Regions from separate parts of the Bos taurus genome. Here region 2 is linked to region 1. Evidence: chromatin contacts called from public Hi-C data. All regions are on one chromosome and are shown on one strand. The core of a region is the stretch at or near the end of the contact, and the rest is flanking DNA. Distances in the headings are between cores, read along the strand shown. Region 1 holds the start of FES (FES proto-oncogene, tyrosine kinase). Region 2 holds the start of BLM (BLM RecQ like helicase).

Evidence for each region. Hi-C and Micro-C count contacts between places; a contact is called where the count stands out from the background.
Region 2: a contact with region 1 is called in a Hi-C map of skeletal muscle, with 3 times the contacts expected there. The contact joins the promoter of BLM here to the promoter of FES in region 1.

What each region holds. Positions count from the first base shown.
Region 1 is chr21:21,778,277-21,784,307 of ARS-UCD2.0, reverse strand. It overlaps FES (FES proto-oncogene, tyrosine kinase), which reads left to right and starts at 4,652. Exons shown (of 19, transcript NM_001032300.1): 1 at 4,652-4,695; 2 at 5,270-5,491; 3 at 5,676-5,849. The coding sequence starts at 5,279. It overlaps FURIN (furin, paired basic amino acid cleaving enzyme), which reads left to right. Exons shown (of 15, transcript NM_174136.2): 11 at 69-186; 12 at 289-468; 13 at 894-1,018; 14 at 1,131-1,241; 15 at 1,467-2,380. The coding sequence ends at 2,068.
Region 2 is chr21:21,929,565-21,936,087 of ARS-UCD2.0, reverse strand. It overlaps BLM (BLM RecQ like helicase), which reads left to right and starts at 2,963. Exons shown (of 20, transcript XM_010816994.4): 1 at 2,963-3,065.

The sequences.
Region 1 (6,031 bases), core at 3,403-5,902:
GGCTGGATTGAGGGTCCTGGGGGGCTGCTCTGTGCCCCGCAGCTGACCCCGTCCCTCGTGCCCCACAGTGAGCCATTCGTACGGCTACGGGCTGTTGGACGCCGGCGCCATGGTGGCTCTGGCCCAGAACTGGACGACGGTGGCCCCTCAGCGGAAATGCACCATCGACATCCTCACTGAGCCCAAGTGAGGGCTGGATCCCGGCTGGGAGGAGGGGCAGGGTGGACCCAAGGGTCGCCGTGGTGCCTGCTGGCCCCCCTCTCACAGCCCATCACGTGCTCCTTGCAGGGACATCGGGAAGCGGCTGGAGGTGCGGAAGACCGTGACCGCCTGCCTGGGGGAGCCCAGCCACATCACGCGGCTGGAGCATGCTCAGGCACGGCTCACCCTGTCCTACAACCGCCGCGGTGACCTTGCCATCCACCTGGTCAGCCCCATGGGCACCCGCTCCACCCTGCTGGCTGCCAGGTACTTGCCCTCTCTCCCGCCCAGCCTGTCCTGTCCCTTGGGTCCACGTGCACTCACTCATGGACTCACACAGCCCCGATGGTCCACAAATACTTCTCCATGGGGTAAACGCTGACGTTTCTGGGAGGGATGGTTTATGTCCTATGGGATTGTCCCATATTGCAGGAATCCCTGAGTCTACCCATGACATGCCACATCTGTGTGCCTCCCCATGTGTAGTCTGCATGTAGTTTTCCCTTGCATGTTTCCAGAATGTTCCAGCTGAGAACATTTGGCCTCCTGGGAAACAACCAGCAGGCATTTCTAGCGCAGCAGGGTTGGTGTGGCACCAGGGGAGTGTGTGTGGTCCGTGTGCTGTGGGCTTGGCACCCCCTGGCTGGGGTCCCCCAAATGCTTCAGGCAGCCATGTGCACATTCCTCCCCAGGCCACATGACTACTCTGCAGATGGGTTTAACGACTGGGCCTTCATGACGACCCATTCCTGGGACGAGGATCCCTCTGGCGAGTGGGTCTTAGAGATTGAAAACACCAGTGAAGCCAACAACTATGGTATTGGGGGATGCTTGAGGGCTGGGGTTCCAGGAGAAGAACTGGCGGGGTCTGGGGGTGGTGGGCAGGCATGCTCCTGGTACCTCCTGACTTCTGCCACGCCCCTCAATAGGGACACTGACCAAGTTCACCCTCGTGCTTTATGGCACGGCCCCTGAGGGTTTGCCCACACCCCCTGAGAGCATCGGCTGTAAGACCCTCACTTCCAGTCAGGCCTGTGTGGGTGAGTCGTGGGCGCTGTAGGGTGTTGGGGACCTGAGACTTGGGGGGATAGAGGGTGCCTGTCCTAAAGGAGGAAAGGGGGTGTGAAGGGACATCCTGGGGCCCTGGGTTGGGTTCTGGGTCTGGGAGCTCCTGGGGACAGCAGTGACTGTGTCCAGGGCTGCAGGGCCTAGCAGCCTTGGCGGCCTGGCTGACGCCCACCTTCCCTCCCTCCCCGGCCCGGCAGTGTGCGAGGAAGGCTTCTCCTTGCACCAGAAGAACTGCGTCCAGCACTGTCCCCCAGGCTTCGCTCCCCAAGTCCTGGACACACACTACAGCACAGAGAACGACGTGGAGATCATCCGGGCCAGCGTCTGCACGCCCTGCCACGCCTCGTGCGCCACGTGCCAGGGCCCCGCCCCCACAGACTGCCTCAGCTGCCCCAGCCACGCCTCCCTGGACCCGGTGGAGCAGACGTGCTCGCGCCAGAGCCAGAGCAGCCGCGAGTCGCACCAGCAGCAGCCGCCGCCGCCCCCTCGGCCACCGCCCGCGGAGGTAGCGACGGAGCCGCGGCTGCGGGCGGACCTGCTGCCCTCGCACCTGCCCGAGGTGGTGGCCGGCCTCAGCTGCGCCTTCATCGTGCTGGTCTTCGTTACCGTCTTCCTGGTCCTGCAGCTGCGCTCGGGCTTCAGCTTCCGAGGGGTGAAAGTGTACACCATGGACCGCGGCCTCATCTCCTACAAGGGACTACCCCCTGAAGCCTGGCAGGAGGAGTGCCCGTCCGACTCAGAGGAGGACGAGGGCCGGGGCGAGAGGACCGCCTTTATCAAAGACCAGAGCGCCCTTTGACGAGCGCCTACTGCCCGCCCCTTCGAGCCCATCCCCTCCTTGGGCACTTTTTAATTCACCAAAGTATTTTTTTATCTTGGGACTGGGTTTGGAGCCCAGCCGGGAGGCAAGAGGGGCAGAAACGGCTTCCCACCCTACCCTTGGGCCCCCTGGCGGCCTGAGGTGGGCCAGCTGGGGGTGGGGGGATGGGGGGAGAGCCTGTCCCCACCCGCAGCAGCCCTCCATGTGGAGAAAGGAATGAAACCTTTGGGCAGCTTTCCAAGGTCCAGGCCCCAGCCAGAGCACCCGGTGAAGAGGGGCGGCCCTCCCGGGATTCCTGACCGGAGCTGCGGCTCCTGCCTCTCCCCGTCCCTCTAAAGCAATAATGGGCCCCATCCAGGCAGCAGGAGACTGGCCTAGGGGGTATCGGAAGGAGGCGGCCACCTCTCTAAGGGCTTCTGCGTCCAGACCCTGTTTTGCATATCTGGTGAGCCTCAGGCAAAAGCAGTGAGCGAAGGAAGGGACCAAGGCAGGGCAGGCACTTCCGGGGCATGCACATGTGTGCCCATGTGCATTCGGCCCTTGGCCCACCTCCACTACAGCGGGCGGGCTGCCTGCCTAGCAAGGCTGGCCCGGCCCCAGGCTGGTGTGCTGACCACCCTCCCCTCTCTACACTCTGCCCTCCCCCCAGGGCCCGAGTCCCTGTTTTCTGAGCCCGGGGCTTTCTGGGCTGTTGGCACTCACAGCCCTGGAGCCCCTGGGTGGGTGGTGGGGAGGGACGGTGGCCCAGCCGGCCTCTCCCGCCTCCCACCCGATGCTGCTTTCCCCTGTGGGGATCTCAGGGGCTGTTTGAGGATATATTTTCACTTTGTGATTATTTCACTTTAGATGCTGTTTTGTTTTGGTTTTTTTTTTGTATTTTTAACGGTGGTAGCAGCAGCTGGACCATCCACCCTCCCACACCCACTGTCCACCCTGCTGTTGCCCTCGGCTGCCCTGGGCCTGAGGTGTGGGGGGTGGGCTGCAGCTGAGCCCAGGATACTGACAAGGCATGCCAGGCCAAGTGGGCCCTAGGGAAGGAGGATCACGGTAGAAGGGGCAGGCTGTCGTCCATTTGAGATGGGGCTCGTCGTGCCAAGGGCTCATGGGTCACTAGTTCTCCAAGTGCCAGGGGTGGGCAGGCAGTGGCACCGAGCCCCCTCCAACACTGTGCCCTGGTGGAGAAAGCACTGACCTGTCCTGCCCCCCATGTCTCCCTCTTCTGACGTGCCTTTTGCACCCCTCCCATTAGGACAATCAGTCCCCTCCCATTTGGGAGCTCCCTTTCCTTTCTCTCCCCCAGCCCCTCCTGGCACCCAGCCACCTGCCCAGAGGTGCCCCCTCCTCTTCCCACACCTACCCCACCCTCCCGTGGCCAGCCCAGCTGGTTTTGTAAGATACTGGGTTGGTGCACAGTGATTTTTTTTTTCTTGTAATTTAAACAGGCCCAGCATTGTTGGTTCTATTTAATGGACACGAGATAATGTTAGAGGTTTTAAAGTGATTAAACGTGCAGACTATGCAAACCAGACCTGGTCTCCAGTGTGTGATATTCTTCCTAGGACTGCAGGGCTGCATCCAGGATGGGGCGGGGGTGAGGGATGGGGAGAGTTATGTGCCCACATGATGTCCTGCCTGCTCTAGCTGCCCAAAGGCAATCTCCCGAGGGGTTTAGGAGGTGTGGAAGGGACAGTAGCTGGCAACAAGCCCCAGGGGTGGGACAGATGAAGCCCCAGAGTGGAAGCAGCTGAGCACTTACTTCCTCCGCCATAGGCCTTGGCTGCAGCTGGGTGGAGAGCGATGGCCCGGGGTCCAGTTGCTCAGGGTGTCCCTTGGCTGAAGCACCTAGGCCAGCAGCTGTAGGGCTGAGGCCTCTGGTGGGGCCTAACTGAATCAAGATAGGCTTTGCTGGGGAGAACCTGAGTCCCACACTGAAAGTGCCATACCCCCCACCCCACCCCTGACACACACACTCTGGCCCAGGCCCCTCTCCTGCCCCAGGTCTCCCATGGGACAGGAAACCCCTGCCTGTGGTGGGGAGAGGAGCCAGGCCAGTTCCACGAGGATCCATGCCTGAGAAGTAGGCCTCTCCTCGGGATATTTACTAGGAAATTTTATTCAAATAGAGGCTGGCGCCTGAGCCCTCCTTGGGGAATCCAGTGGGGTGGGAAAGGCCTGGACTAGCCTTCCCCCTGCCTCTTTGGGGCGTCCCTGGCCTGCTGCTCAAATTGCCCGCCTGCCCTTCCTTAGGTTCTGGGCCCCCGGGCCCTCCCGGCCACTGCAAAGGCCACAGCCCTGCCCTGTGCTAGCGCTCCCCAAGCACCCTCTGCTGTTCCCCGGGGCGCTGTCTGGGCCCTGGGGAGTGCCCGGCGCAAACTGCTCTCTTCTGGGCCATTCTTTCCCAGCCCCCTCCTCCCTTCCGTTTCCGCGGGGCCCGTGTGGCCGGCAGCTGAGACAGCGGCCGGCGCTGGGCAGGGGGGGCGGGCAGGCGTCGGGGCTCCCGCCCGCCCCTTCCCCTTGGCCGGCCCGCCCCGGGGCCTGGGCCAACTGAAACCACAGGAGGAGGAAGCGCGGAATCAGGAACTGGCCGGGCGGTGTGGGGCCTGAGTGTAAGTCGGTCCTCGGCGGCCCAGGAGCAGCTGCCCGCACCGGTAATGCCTGTACCTACCTGTACCGAGGCCCGGGAGGTGGCGGCCAACCCGCGAGGTGGTTGGGCAGGGGCCTGGCGGGCGATCAGAGAGAGGGACATGGGACAGGGTGGAACAGGGGCCACGGGAGGGTAGGGGCTGGGGGTGGGGGTGGGGGGTGGCCGCCTGGGGTGCCTGCCGGGGCAGCCTTGGCCCTATCGAGGGCCCAGTGCACATCTTGCACCTGCAGCAGGAGCTGGGTGGAAAGATCCAGGGAGGGAGACTGGGGGAGGTTTCTGTTCCAGGCCTGGGGAGGAGACCTCCGGCATCAGGCCTCCACCTGGGACTGCAGTGGGGAGGGGCAGGACGGGAAGCACCGACAGCTTTCCCAGGCCAGGCGGTGTTTCGTACCCATCGCAGCGTTCCAGGGGGACAAGTGTCTACCTTCTGCCTGTCTGTGGCTCTTCAGCCCCTCGCCTCTCTGTCCCGCCGCCCCCGCCCCGTCCATCTCCAGCTACTCACCCCCAGTGGTGGCCTCTCCTCTCTCCGTCCCCAGGACGACACTATGGGCTTCTCTTCAGAGCTGTGCAACCCCCAGGGCCACGGGGCCGTGCAGCAGATGCAGGAGGCCGAGCTCCGGCTGCTGGAGGGCATGAGGAAATGGATGGCCCAGCGGGTCAAGAGTGACAGGGAATATGCCGGGCTGCTTCACCACATGTCGCTGCAGGATAGCGGGGGCCAGAGCCGGGGCATCGGCCCGCACAGCCTCATCAGTCAGGTGGGATTCTAGACTCCCCCCCTTTTCCTGCCCTCCACCAGCAAATTCCCATGGGTGCCTGGGTAGGTCCGCCTGCCCCTTCCATTTCCCGGAGTCCCCCGCTGGGGAGGGTTGGAGATTTGGCAGGCCCACCTCGGAAGCTAGGTTCCCCACTCCCTGCCTTGCCTGCCCCTCCCCACTGCAGTCCTGGACAGAGCTCACCAGCCAGACGGAGGGCCTGAGCCGGGTGCTGAGGCAGCACGCGGAGGACCTGAACTCAGGGCCCCTGAGCAAGCTGAGCCTGCTGATCCGGGAGCGCCAGCAACTGCGCAAAACCTACAACGAGCAGTGGCAGCAGCTGCAGCAGGAGTTCACCAAGGTGGGTGGGCTTCTGTCTTCCCTGCCTACATTTTGAGCCTAGAGGGCTGGTTTTGCAAGGAACCCCTGGATTTCCTGAAGAAGTGGAAGTGTCTGACCACAGGCCTGCCCCCAGAGCAAGGTCCAGCTTCCTTCCCTCCTTCCCGCTGCAGCTAGGACTGGCCTTTGGCGGGGGGCCCCTCT
Region 2 (6,523 bases), core at 1,714-4,213, 150 kb before region 1:
AAAGTTCAATTCATGTTGTGGCATATATCAGAATTTCATTCCTTCTTAAGATCGAATAATATTCCTTTGCATGTATAGACCACATTTGTTTATCCATTCATCTGCCAATGGACACTTGGCTTCTTTCCACATTTTGGCTATTATGAATAATGCTGCTATGAGCTTTGGTATACAAGTATCATTCTCTACATAAAAGCCAGAAAAAATTTTCTAAAATGTAAATTTACTCAGTCCCTTCCTTCATAAAAACCTTCTCTGGTAACGGTGAATTGAACCACAATGAGATACCACAGAATAACTACAGATAGCTAAAATGAAAAAGATTGACCATTCCCAGTGTTGGCAAGGATGCAGAAAGTAAGAAACTCATATGGTGTTGGTGGGAGTGTAAAAAGTTACACTTTGAAAACAAGTCTGTTTTCACCAAAGTTACTCCATGACTCAGAAATTCCATTCCTAGATACTTACCAAGAAAAATTAATGCATTTATTCACAAAAAGATTTATACAAAGGCATCCATAGCAGCTTTATAATAGGCAAAGGGAAAAAATTAAAATGTCCATCAGCAGATGAATGGATAAATAAACTGTACTGTGTTCATACAACTGCACACTGTTGTTAAAGAATAATTTTAAAAATCTAGTTTAATCAAGCTCTCACATAGATATAAAATGAATGTATCAAAGGTTTTTATTAATATTTAAGTCATTAATTATTGAGACCCAGGAAGATATTAATACAAAGTTCAAAGAAAAGTTCAAAGTACTGCAGGCAGGCACATAATAAATGAGGAATAATGAAATGTTTTACAAATAGATGCAAAACCTGGCAGAACTGATCGAACCCACAGTGCAGTAATAAAATACATTGCACTGAACACAATTTGCATTTCTATACACAATAATAGATCTTTAAAAACACTAAGTTATTTCCATGATGATGAAAGGTATGGAACACTCAAGTCAAATATCAAGTCAGGTATCCCAGAAGGGTGTGCTAGCAGCACCATGGTTTCACTGGATACTCAATTTTTAAACCATTTCAGAGCTCATGTTTTTAGACCATTTCAAAATTTTTCAGTTTTCCTCTACATTACACAGTAATAAAAGAGAATGAACTACTGGTACACAGACAGGTGAAGCTTGAAGATACTATGTTCAGGGAGAAAAAGGGTAGAAATTAACTCCGCAATGGAAGTTCCACAAGAGAATCTTATGGGGTGCTGGAAATGGTATATAACTTGAGTGGTGAAGATACATTTATTTATATATATGTATAAAGTGATATACATATATATAAAATCATTGATTTTACCTAAGAGTAGTACACAAACGTCTCCCTATCTCTCTTGCCCCCAAAACCAACAATTGTTATTTGTCTTCAGAGTGAAGTCCAAACTGAGGTGTGTCATCTGTTTCCTCTAATGTGTAATTTCTATTTTCCCCTTTTCTGATAGTTTCTTAAAGCTACCTTACATAGTTTTTCATCTCCTGGCCTCTGCCTACAGATCATACATGCTATTTATCACTCAGCTATCAGCACACCTTTTGAAATCCTCACCTAACCTGACAAATCTGCCCTCCTAGGTACCTCTGTAACATAGGTCAGCATTGTTAGCGCTTGTGTTGTTGTCATAAAGTGTACAAGTGTCTGCCTCCTCAAAAGATGTCTAAAAGAATGTATGCTCCTCAAGGACACTCTCCAGGGCCTGGCACAATGCCTCGCACTGGAAAAGAGCACAAAGTTGAAAGACAGTGAAGAAAAAAGCGAAGGAGAATTCAGGCAGTGTGTGGTTTAGGTGATTTCAGCTGAGGGTCAAACTTTATTGAATTCTGAGAGAGGATCCTACTTGTGGTACCCTTTTGAATTTAAAAGTTAACGCTTTATTCTTTTGGTAAATTATTCACTCTTTGTTCTTTATCCCTATCCTGCTTCCTGTTTGATCATTTTGCTATTAAAAGTCTGCTTAGCTGACTCTGCTTTTGCATTTTTTTCCTAGAGTAATTCAACAGTGATGTGTTCTGATTGTCCCATTAGGCTTTGTTTCTGAACATTTGAAAAACAGATTTAGATAGCTAAAGGGAAGCTGCTGTATCGCATAGTGAGCTCAACTCTGTTCTCTGTGATGACCTAGAGGGGTGCAGTGGGGGTGGTGATGAAGGAGGGAGATTCAAGAGAGAGGGGATATATGTATACATCCAGCTGATTCACTTCTGTTGTACAGCAGAAACACAACATTGTAAAGCAATTATACTCTAATTTTAGAAAATGGAAAAAAACCTAGCAGATTTCAATCACAAAATAGGACTGAAACAGATTTTTCAGTTTTTTTTTTAAAGGACAAATAAATTCATTTCTTTAGGGAGTAAAGAAAATCTGGCATCAGAAGGCCCACAGTTTCCTGATGAAAAAAATCACTTGGAACCTCAGCATGGGTTTTCACTCAGCTACTGCACATATCCCTGCATGCATCTGAGTTTGACACCCTTTTCTCCATCAATAACAATTTCCAGTTGCTCACTTAGAACATACTGTGTGGGGTAGAGGCCAGCGTTACCAAGCAGGTGGAGAGGACAGGAGTTCAAGACTCAGAGACAGAACCAAAAAGACCGGGGCGCAGAGCCTTGGCGGGGCCTATGGGAACTCAAAAATCTCAGGCTCCCCTTAAACGCGGGGGTTTTCAATTCAGCCACAGTCGTGTTCCAGGAGCCTTTCTCACTGACAGCCTTTTGCAACACACTTTCTAACTCACTAAAAACAAAGGACTCTGCCAAGGCCGGAAGCCCGGGGGATTAACTGTAGTCACCTGACCTCGAATTCCGGGCTTTGATTGGGCTTTGCGAATACGTGCCCCTCTCGGCCCTGTACGCGTATCCTGCCCCAGCAGCCCATGGGGCGGGGGACAGGTGCCACCGAGGGACAGTATTGGTCGGCTTCTTCGGGACGCAGCCAATCGGAATCTGTCGGCTTCCGGCGCGAAATGAGCTGGCGCGCGGCCCCGGGGCTGTGGCAGCGACGCGGGTAGTTTAGATCCTGGTTCCACCCGCTTCCAGACTGTAGGAGAGGTGAGTTCCCGCACACGCCGACTTACGGGTTGTCCGCCTGGCCCAGCTCCGTTCCTGGCCATCCGGCCCAGGGATGGAGAGGGAGGCCTCTCCGGTTCCTTCCGTTGTCTCCCTCGGTTCGGCTAGGCCAGAGTCCGGAGTCCTCCAGTCCCGCGAGCGGCATGAGAGAAGATCCTCAGATGCGGAAACAGAGGCCCGGGGGCGGGGGCTAACTTTACCAGGCTGTCCCAGGGCGTCGGGGGCAGAGCCGGCCTGGCACCCACTATGTTCTTGTTCGTGTGCTCCAGTGCCTGCCCTGATGCCTGGCACAGAACGGTCAACTGTCTAGATTCCTGGCACTACCCCGTTTCTCTACCGAGGGAAAACCAAAACACTGTACGTTTCTAAATGGCCTTCCACAATCATGAGCCAGGCAGTGGTGTTTTGAGTGCTGTGTACCACGTGCCCGGCACCCCTTTATCTTAACTGTAGCTTACCTCCAGCAAAGGGAAATGGTTAAGGGCACAGACTGTATCAGATTTCCTGAGTTCAGATGCCAGCCTCTGCACATACTAGGTCTGTGGCTCTCCAACTCATAAAGTACCTCAGTTTCCTTCTTACATGAAGGAGATGACCTATTTTACGTCTTGGAGTTTTTGTTAGTATTGAACCGACTTAATGCTGTATATGCCAGTAAATGCTTCATAGAGTACTTACTACTTAGTAAGGATTCTTTTATCACCACCCAGAGAACTAGGTAGGATTGTTCTCACTTTAGCCATTGAGACTAGAGCACAAACACGTGTCTTTGTGAAAGGGCATTTGTAAATGCTAGAGATAGGATTTTAATTAAGAACTGCCAGACCCCAAAACACCTTGTACAACCGGGGGATTCTTCATGTACCCCTTACTTGCCCTTAGGTTACTTGCAACTTTGGATGTCTAGTGGCCTGAAATGGTACCTGACAGCTTGGGCTTCCCTCGTGGTAAAGAATCTTCCTGCCAATGCAGGAGATGTGGATTTGATCCCAAGATTGGGAAGATCCCCTGGAGAAGGAAATGGCAACCCACTCCAGTATTCTTGCTTGGGAAATCCCACGGATGGAGGGGCTTAGCTTGGCGGGCTACAGTCTATGGGTTTGCAAAAGTCAGCCACAAGTTATGGAGAAAAACAACAGCCAGCTCCTGGTGCCACCAACATGGATAAATAGCACTCCTGTGCCCCTGTCAAGAGTAAGGAGCAATTTATGTAACTGATTCACTTTATTGTACAGCAGAAACTAACTCAACATTGTAAAGCAATTAGACTTCAATTAAAAAAAAAAGGTTAAGGGACATAGTGAGAAAGCCAAAATTGGAGAAGGGAGAGGCAGAGTATTCTGTGTGAAATAATAAGTAGAATTAAATTGAAACAACATTTAGTTAGCCAGGCTGCTAACTGTCAAAAAGTAACTCATAGTCTAGTAGGAGCAAAGGAAATTTCTGGATCTTGAATCATTTTCAGCATCAGTCCCCATGATAACCACTTTATGCATAATATTTCTCATCCTCCCAGCAACCGGAAGCTATTGCCTTCATTTTACTGATGAGGAAACCCAGGATTTAAAAATTGGAAAAAGACTGTAGTGTTAGATGTGCAGTAAAAGAATAATGTGCAGGGAAATTATACACATCCACTTTAGGATAGTCACAGTCTCTGGAGAGGAAGATAGGGGAAGTGAATAGGATTTTAAATATATCTGAAACGTTTTATGCCTTTAAAAGAGAAATAGGGTAGAGTTTGGACTTTCTTGGTGGCTCTGTGGTAAAGAATTCGCCTGCTAATACAGGAAATGCAGGTTTGATCCCTGATTCTGGAATATTCCCCTGGAGATACCTACCCCAGTATTGCCTGGGAAATCTCATGGACAGAGGAGCTTGGCGGGCTACAGTCCATGGCTTCTAAACAACAACAGGACAGAACTTAGAAATTCTTAAATTTGGTTGGTGGGTACATGGGAATTGTTCTATTTTCTGTACTTTTCTGTATGTTTGAAATATTTTAAAAAAGTTTTTAAAGGAAATATATAGTACAAAATTAAATATAAACACTATATTAAATATAGTAGTACTAGTTGGAGAAGGAAATGGCAACCCATTCCAATACTCTTGCCTGGAAAATCCCACGGATGGAGGAGCCTAGTAGGCTGCAGTCCATGGGGTCGCAAAGAGTTGGACACGACTGAGCGACTTCACTTTCACTTTCCTACAAGGAAAGTGCAGAGTCTTAACCACTGGACCAGCAGGGAGTAGACCTGTTTGTCTTTCTCTCCAAGCAATAATTTATTATTTTTCTTGCATATGTTAGTAATGCCCTAATTTACTTCTAAGGTTAGGAGAGAGACCTTTGATGTAGATAGTAGGTATTTTGGAGAAGGCAATGGCAACCCACTCCAGTATTCTTGCCTGGAGAATCCCAGGGACGGCGGAGCCTGGTGGGCTGCCGTCTGTGGGGTCCCACAGAGTCGAACACGACTGAAGCAACTTAGTAGTAGCACTAGTTAACTATATATTTTAACATGTAACATTTTCCTTTGAAGTATAGTTGATTTACAGTATTGTATTTGTGTCAGGTATACAGCACAGCAATTCGGTATTTTTGCAGATTATACTCCATTAAGTGTTATTGCAGGATAATGGTCGGAGTCCACTGATATCGCTACAAATGGTGGAATTTCATGTTTTTTATGGCTGAGTATTATTTATTTGTGTGTGTGTGTACACACCACATCTTTTTTATTCATTCATCTGCTGATGCATTACTTTGATGTTTTGGCTGCTGTAAATAGTGCTGCTATGAACATTGGGATGAATGTATCTTTTTGAATTAGTATTTTCATTTTTCTTAGATATATGCCCAGAAGTGGAATTGCTGGATCATATGGTAGTTCAGTTTTTGAGGACCCTCCATATTGCTTTGCTTGCTGGCTGCACCATTCCCATCAATAGTATACAAGGGTTCTCTTTTCTCCACTTTCTCTCCTATATTTATCGTCTGTAGGCTTTTTGATGACAGCCATTCTGACTGATATCTTGAGTCAGATATCACTAATATTATGAGGTGTTATCTCATTGTTTTGACCTGCATTTTCTCTCACAATTAGCAGTTTTGAGCATCTTTTCATGTACTTGTTAGCCATCTGTATGTCTTTGAAAAATGTCTGTTTAAGTCTTCTGCCCATTTTTTGATTGGCTTTTTGTTTACTCAGCACACTTGTTGAGGAGACTCTTCTCCGTTGTATATTGTTGCCTTCTTTATTATCAATTAATTGATCACAGGTGTGTGGGTTTATTTCTGCGCCCTCTATCCTGATGCACTGATCTATGTGTCTGTGCTTATGCCAGTACTGTGCTGTTTTGATTTCTGTGGCTTTGTAGTATAGTCAGAAGTCTCAGAGAGCAATACCTCCAGCTTTGTTCTTTTTTCTCACAATTACTTT